Regions from separate parts of the Rattus norvegicus genome. Here region 1 is linked to region 2. Evidence: chromatin contacts called from public Hi-C data. All regions are on one chromosome and are shown on one strand. The core of a region is the stretch at or near the end of the contact, and the rest is flanking DNA. Distances in the headings are between cores, read along the strand shown.

The links. A called contact is a pair of places that touch in the nucleus more often than the background predicts.
Region 1: a Hi-C map of kidney shows a contact between it and region 2, with 2.0 times the contacts expected there. The contact joins the promoter of Igsf11 here to the enhancer-like site in region 2. A contact is called at or near these places in 3 of 12 Hi-C or Micro-C datasets (hepatocytes, kidney and liver).

What each region holds. Positions count from the first base shown.
Region 1 is chr11:75,372,107-75,375,797 of GRCr8, forward strand. It overlaps Igsf11 (immunoglobulin superfamily, member 11), which reads right to left and starts at 1,798. Exons shown (of 7, transcript NM_001013120.1): 1 at 1,556-1,798. The coding sequence starts at 1,607.
Region 2 is chr11:75,278,012-75,281,626 of GRCr8, forward strand. All of the region lies in intron 1 of Igsf11 (immunoglobulin superfamily, member 11), which reads right to left. Among named protein-coding and RNA genes, the nearest start is that of Igsf11, 94 kb to the right of the region's middle. Within about 2 kb of position 2,365, at least 1 of the 93 cell types and tissues checked has an H3K27ac peak or open chromatin away from gene starts, as enhancers often do. A contact at or near this core is called in kidney, where this site is marked.

The sequences.
Region 1 (3,691 bases), core at 548-3,047, 94 kb after region 2:
CAGTGTGTTTTAAGAAAACCCCAGAAAGGCTACCAACAAACTTCATATCCTCCCACCGTCTCCCTGCCCCACCCACCCACCCACCTGATGCCCAAATGCACCCAATGGCAGCAAAGGAAACATCTCTTGACCAGAAGGACAAGCTTTTTGTTTTGTTTTTTGTTTTTTCTTTTGTTTGGTTTTTGGTTTTGGTTTTTGTTTTGTTTTGTTTTTTTGAGAGTTAAAAGTGGCTCTACAGAACAGACCATCCCAAAGATTGGAATGACCTTGGAAGTCCCCAGAATCGTTCTAGGATTGTGTAGAAACAGTTCGACCCAAAGCAAACTCTAGAAACAAAAATCACCTGTTAAAAGGGAGGCCTAATAAATTCAAAACACAAACTCTCTCCGCCAACAAAGTTTAACGATGGATTTCTCTATCAAAAACATTTGCTGTTCTCACAACAACGCTTATGAGGTTTCAGCTGTGTTCAAGGATTTGAGGAAAAGTCTATGAATTCACTTACTTTGCCTCTGGCAGAAGGACAGGGAGACAGAGGCCTGCTGAAGTAGTAAACGACAAGTTCAGTTTGGAAGTTCAAGTGCATAAACGCACTCATCGGTATGCGACTTGATTATTATTAGCTTATCATCACTAAAAAAATACGCCTACTGAACTCCAGGAAGTCAAAACTCTGACCGTGGCATCTTCAAAGAAGGTTAACAGGCCAGTTTGCTATGTTTCCTCTATACTAGGCGAACGATCGAAAACTGGGCTACTTCAAAATTAAAACATTGTTTATTCAAGTAAGGCCATGAAAAGTGACTGGAAACCTACAAAGATATCTAGAGAGAAATACAGTTAACCACAGCCATCTCCGTCACTGAACTTGCTTTATAAATAAAAGCCTTCTATTTCAGTAAACCTCAGCGACCAGTTCCTAAGACAAAAAACTTGATTCCATAGAACAATGCACACACAAAGGCCGGATTGTACAGAAGGATATTCAGAGCCTACAACGATGGCTATTGGGGAGAAATAAAATGTAAGAAAAACTGAAGAAATTAAGTTTGAATAAACAACTGCTTTCAAACGCTCCCTCGAACTGCTACATTCTATGTATTTTTATGAGGCAACTTACACCCTCTGGTTACGAAACTAACAGAGTTAATAAACTTTGCTTTCGGATGTAATCGAGCATTTAAAATAAAAACGAAATTTTACCCCTGCGTATGTTTTAAAGGTTATAATGAAGTTACAAGTTAAAAACTGCAAAAGTATTTTTAATCAATTTAATTCTTTAAAAATCGCAATCTCCTTCAAGGCTGGGGTAAAGCTATAAAGTTTTCCTGGAGCCCTCTAGTAAGGGTAAGCAAACACTATTTCTAAGTGGCCCGGCAGGCAGCCGGAGTTCGTTCCGGGAAGTGGCGGCCAAGAGCGGCGCAGGGGTTACAGAGCTCGGGGACACCTGGGCGACTCTGGCCTCCACCACCGTCCCGGGGCAGCCGGTTCCCAGCTCCTGCGGGCGCCAGCGGGGCTCGGACCCCCACGCGGCTGGACAAGCTGGGTTACTCACCGAGCAGCGACAAGAGCAGCCAGGACGCCAGAGCGGAGCGCCGCCGAGTCATGCCGGGGCCGCCGCGGGAGCCGCCGTCCGCCGAGCTCCTGGGCGGCGGGGTGCAGCGGGGACCGAGCGGGGCACGGGAGCGCCAAGGCCACTCCGCTCCGCTGAGGCTCGGGGCAGGCTCGGGCGTCCCGGGCTCGCCGGCCGCCGCGGCCACCACTAGCCGCCGCAGCCACTCCCCCCAGCTCCCGCCAGCTCTTCCCCAGCCGGGGGCTCCGCACCGCCTGCCCACTCGCCGAGCGGTCTCCAGGGCAACCGCGGCTCCAGCGCGACGCCTGGCGGCCACCCGCAGAACGCACAGAACTCATGGCTGCTGGCGCGGCCAGGCCACCTGCTCTGGTCCCCACGAACTCTGCAAGGTCAGGTTGGACCTAAAACCCAAAGCGGCTTCCCTTAGATCCAACTTTCTCGGCTGCAGTTTTCAAACAGTCCCTACTCTGGCCATTTTAGCCTCTCCTGAAACCCATTTAATCTACCTGAAAGAATCTTGGGAGTCTCTTAGGAGACCTGTAGACTTTTAGCAGACCTAGCCTCTCCAAGGGATGAGTCCCCTTATCGGTAGTCCAATGCAGAGTCGTCAGCCCTGAAACCATATACAAACAACAGCAAAAAAACAGATTGAGGGTTGTATCTCCATGCATGGATGGATGGATGGATGGATGGATGGATGGATGGACGGACGGACAGACAGACGGACGGGTGACAGGGCAGACAGATATGCTTCCACACCCACACTGAGCCTTCAAGATTTGAGGACCTACAGGCCCAAGAACTTCCCAGCCATGTGATCAGATTCTGAAGAACATAGAGTAGAACTCCTATAGCCCTTCAGAATTCTAAGACCCCCACACCTCACAGAGCCAATTTTGCCAGGACAACTGGAAACAATAGTATTCTCAGAAGCAAGGCAAATATAGAAAATATTTTTTAAAAAGAGATATATTTGCACAATGATTTTTAAGGCTGTGTAGGGAAAACAAAAAATAAATATCAAGACAGTAGAATTATAAAAACTATTTTAAATATTAAAATGTTATATTTTGAAGAGAAAAAGGGAAAGTTTGAAAATGCCCATCACTGGAGCCTTGAGAGAGGGCTCAGAGGTAAAGAGCACTGGCTCTTGCAGAAGACCTGAGTTCTGTTCCCAGAATCCATTTGATGACTCACAACCATCTGTGATCCAGTGCCCTCTTCTGACCTCTGAAGGAACCAAGCTCACATGTGCTGTATATACAATTTGTCAGTCCAGCATGGCCTTGGTGAGGACAGAACGACAAGGTTCCTGCCCTTGGAACAGGACCAGCAGGCATAGGCCTTCACAAGCTTTGTGGCTGCTGTGGGCGTAGGGCTTGTTTGTATAATAATGTACATATTTTACATTCCTTCCCTGTTAACATTAATGACTCTGTGATAATCAGAGATAGCATGAGTCCGGGAGTCAAAGGTTTGGCTAAATGGTAAACTCTGGGTCCTTCAGGACAGCCCTTAAGGCTGTGGGAAAAGACTCTAAAAACATGGGTTAGAAAATATATAATTTATCAACTATGCCAAAATATAAGGATACAATGTGAATTGTATAAGGAGCTTCACAGATCTAAGGGAACAGAGGCAGCTACAGGATGAGCCAGAGAGATACTAAGACAAGCAGATACAAATGCAGGCAAATTCCTGAGTTCAAAGGAGCACATTTAGGTCTGAGTGTGCTAGAAATGGTAACTTCAAGACGGGGTCCCACCCAGCTAGCTTATCATCTGTGCCTAACAGAGGCAGGCAGCTCTCTGAATTCTTTCACAATGTTAAAAGAAAATGTGTGCTTGCTGTGTCCTAAGAATCAAGGGGGTTGGGGTCACAGGATGCTGATTTATAGGTTAATCAAAAGAAACCTGGAGTCAGTGACTGGGCTAACCTGTAAGATAAAAGACTGGGCTTATGACCTACAGGAGATGAGCTTCCAAAGAGTTTTTTAGAATAGCAAGAGAGAACTGTCTCAAGCAGAACATGGAGAGAGTGCTGTCTGGAGATCTTGAGAGAAAGCAGATCAGAGAGAAAGAATGCAGAGCAGAGAGAAAGCAGGCTGAAAAGCTGTCT
Region 2 (3,615 bases), core at 1,115-3,614:
ACAGAGTATGAGTGGATATATTTCTAGGCCCTCTACCTACCAGAGGTCAAAAGGCTAAATACTTTGAGAGTCAAAGCAGTAGAAAGATTCAAAAGTGAAATGCAAACAAAAAAGAAAAAAGAAGTATTATAAAGTAAAAAATGGGTTGGAAACAAATCAGCGAGCATCCATGAAGCCAACAGGCAAGAGCAGAGTGAGGAGGAGCAGAGTGAGGAGGAGCAGGGTGGGGAGGAGCAGAGTGAGGAGGAGCGTGGAGTGAGGAGGAGCAGAGTGGGGAGGAGCAGAGTGGGGAGGAGCAGAGTGGGGAGGAGCAGAGTGGGGAGGAGCGTGGAGTGAGGAGGAGCAGAGTGAGGAGGAGCAGGGTGGGGAGGAGCAGAGTGGGGAGGAGCAGAGTGAGGAGGAGCAGAGTGGGGAGGAGCAGAGTGGGGAGGAGCAGAATGAGGAGGAGCAGAGTGGGGAGGAGCAGGGTGGGGAGGAGCAGGGTGGGGAAGAGCAGAGTGGGGAAGAGCAGAGTGGGGAGGAGCAGAGTGGGGAGGAGCAGAGTGAGGAGGAGCAGGGTGGGGAGGAGCAGAGTGAGGAGGAGCAGAGTGGGGAGGAGCAGGGTGAGGAGGAGCAGAGTGGGGAGGAGCAGAGTGAGGAGGAGCAGAGTGAGGAGGAGCAGGGTGAGGAGGAGCAGGGTGAGGAGGAGCAGGGTGAGGAGGAGCAGAGTGGGGAGGAGCAGGGTGAGGAGGAGCAGAGTGAGGAGGAGCAGGGTGAGGAGCAGGGTGAGGAGGAGCAGGGTGAGGAGGAGCAGAGTGAGGAGGAGCAGAGTGGGGAGGAGCAGAGTGGGGAGGAGCAGAATGAGGAGGAGCAGAGTGGGGAGGAGCAGAGTGAGGAGGAGCAGAGTGGGGAGGAGCAGAGTGGGGAGGAGCAGAGTGGGGAGGAGCAGAGTGGGGAGGAGCGTGGAGTGAGGAGGAGCAGAGTGAGGAGGAGCAGGGTGGGGAGGAGCAGAGTGGGGAGGAGCAGAGTGAGGAGGAGCAGAGTGGGGAGGAGCAGAGTGGGGAGGAGCAGAATGAGGAGGAGCAGAGTGGGGAGGAGCAGGGTGGGGAGGAGCAGGGTGGGGAAGAGCAGAGTGGGGAAGAGCAGAGTGGGGAGGAGCAGAGTGGGGAGGAGCAGAGTGAGGAGGAGCAGGGTGAGGAGGAGCAGGGTGAGGAGGAGCAGGGTGAGGAGGAGCAGAGTGGGGAGGAGCAGAGTGAGGAGGAGCAGGGTGAGGAGGAGCAGGGTGAGGAGGAGCAGAGTGAGGAGGAGCAGAGTGAGGAGGAGCAGGGTGAGGAGGAGCAGGGTGAGGAGGAGCAGAGTGAGGAGGAGCAGGGTGAGGAGGAGCAGGGTGAGGAGGAGCAGGGTGAGGAGGAGCAGAGTGAGGAGGAGCAGGGTGAGGAGGAGCAGGGTGAGGAGGAGCAGAGTGAGGAGGAGCAGAGTGGGGAGGAGCAGAGTGGGGAGGAGCAGAGTGGGGAGGAGCAGAGTGAGGAGGAGCAGAGTGAGGAGAAGCAGAGTGGGGAGGAGCAGAGTGGGGAGGAGCAGAGTGAGGAGGAGCAGAGTGAGGAGGAGCAGGGTGAGGAGGAGCAGAGTGAGGAGGAGCAGAGTGGGGAGGAGCAGAGTGGGGAGGAGCAGAGTGGGGAGGAGCAGAGTGGGGAGGAGCAGAGTGAGGAGGAGCAGAGTGGGGAGGAGCAGGGTGAGGAGGAGCAGGGTGAGGAGGAGCAGAGTGAGGAGGAGCAGAGTGAGGAGGAGCAGAGTGAGGAGGAGCAGAGTGGGGAGAAGCAGGGTGAGGAGGAACAGAGTGAGGAGGAGCAGGGTGAGGAGGAGCAGGGTGAGGAGGAGCAGGGTGAGGAGGAGCAGAGTGGGGAGGAGCAGAGTGAGGAGGAGCAGAGTGGGGAGAAGCAGGGTGAGGAGGAGCAGAGTGAGGAGGAGCAGGGTGAGGAGAAGCGGTGGGGGCACTGTTGCCCAGGGATCTGATGATATACCGATTAGTGCTGTTTCTAAGCAGATTAACCGAATCCCAACTGTTCTACATCAGGTCCTGTCTCTAAGCTTTCTCTCCCTCCCTCGTATCTGTGCAAAAATAAAATAAAATAAAATAAAAAATGTAAATACACAAATAAGACAGAAGGAACAAAACACCCACATAAAATAAAAACGGCCCAGACTAACAGTTCATTCTTGTATCCTTCCACCCTGGGATAGCAACCGAATAATGAAAAGTGATAACGCTTAAAATGCCTCCTCTGTGTGAGCTTTAAAATGCAGCATCAAGCACCTTCCCCTCAGCAGGAGGCCAACAGGGCTGAGGGCCAATCTGCCTGTGAGGGCAGAGAGCAGGGAGCTGGTACAGGGACGGTGTGTTCTTGCTGTCTCAGTCCCAGAGAACCTGTCTCATTATGACCTCCTTTCTTATAACCTTCCCCGTAGCAACCACAGAATCAACCACAGAGGCAAGAAATGGGTAGAAATAAAACAATAACAATAATAATTAATAATAATAGAAACCATATGTGTCAAATGCATTTATACAATGAATATTCATTCAAGAGGTTTAGATTTATCTGTTTCCTGCTAACATTCGTTTTTTAATGTTTCTTTTCTAAAATTTTTTTCTGCACTTAACTTTTGAGTATAGTGAATTCCTTTCAGCTGTAGGCAGGGAGGGAACTAATGCCTAAGTTTGTGGTGGTAAAAAAGTTCACAAAACTGAATCCAGGCAGTGGTTGAAAAGAAATCGCACATTTCCTGAGACCCCCCCCCTCCCGCCCCATGCTGCAGAGACAAACCTGAGTTAAGCGAGCACAAGAGAGTCAACCCTGTGGACTTTGATCCTACAGTCTGTGGGCTCCCATTCCAGTTACCCAACCCTGCCAACTGCTGCAGACAGATGGTGGGGTGGGGGATTTCCTTTGGCATGAAAAGGAAAAGCAAGGAAGGAAAAGAACTGGAGACATACAAGGCTGGACAGACAGAACCATCTATATAGCTGTTATACATAGTTTTTTCTCAGAAATTTAGCAGCAGAATAGGTGATGATTAAGAGTAAGAACTGTCCAATGCTAGTCACGATGAAAAGGCATTGTGCGCTAAAATGACTCTCCTAACTGTGAGGAAAATGGGAGAACATTACCAGGTCCAAGGTACCATGATGACTTACTATGTCCCTTCCCTGAAATTTGAATGTCTTCTCTCTGTCTCCCCTCCACAGACATTTTGCTAGTTGGACCAGAAGTAGTGGCAGACTCAGATATCAGTTGCACCTTCCCCTCAGCATGTGCACATTATCAGATTCCCTAAACCAACTCGGAACATCCTCACCACACTCTAGTGTAATCCTCCCCCAATTTCTTGGCTCTTCAGAGTTGTCAGGAGTTTAAGAGGTTTAGCCAGATAGCAGTCACTGGGTGCAAAGTAGCTTACACCTAGTTAACAATTACGAAGCTTCCAACAAAAGTACGGATGTGCAATCTCAGAACGCAGAGGATGAACAGTTTCTTAGGTTAGGTACCGGCAGAACAGGAAGGAGAGTGAACAGTTTATTGGGTTAGAAACCAATATTACAGGAAGGAATGTGAACACAGTTTTGTTGAGAAGTAG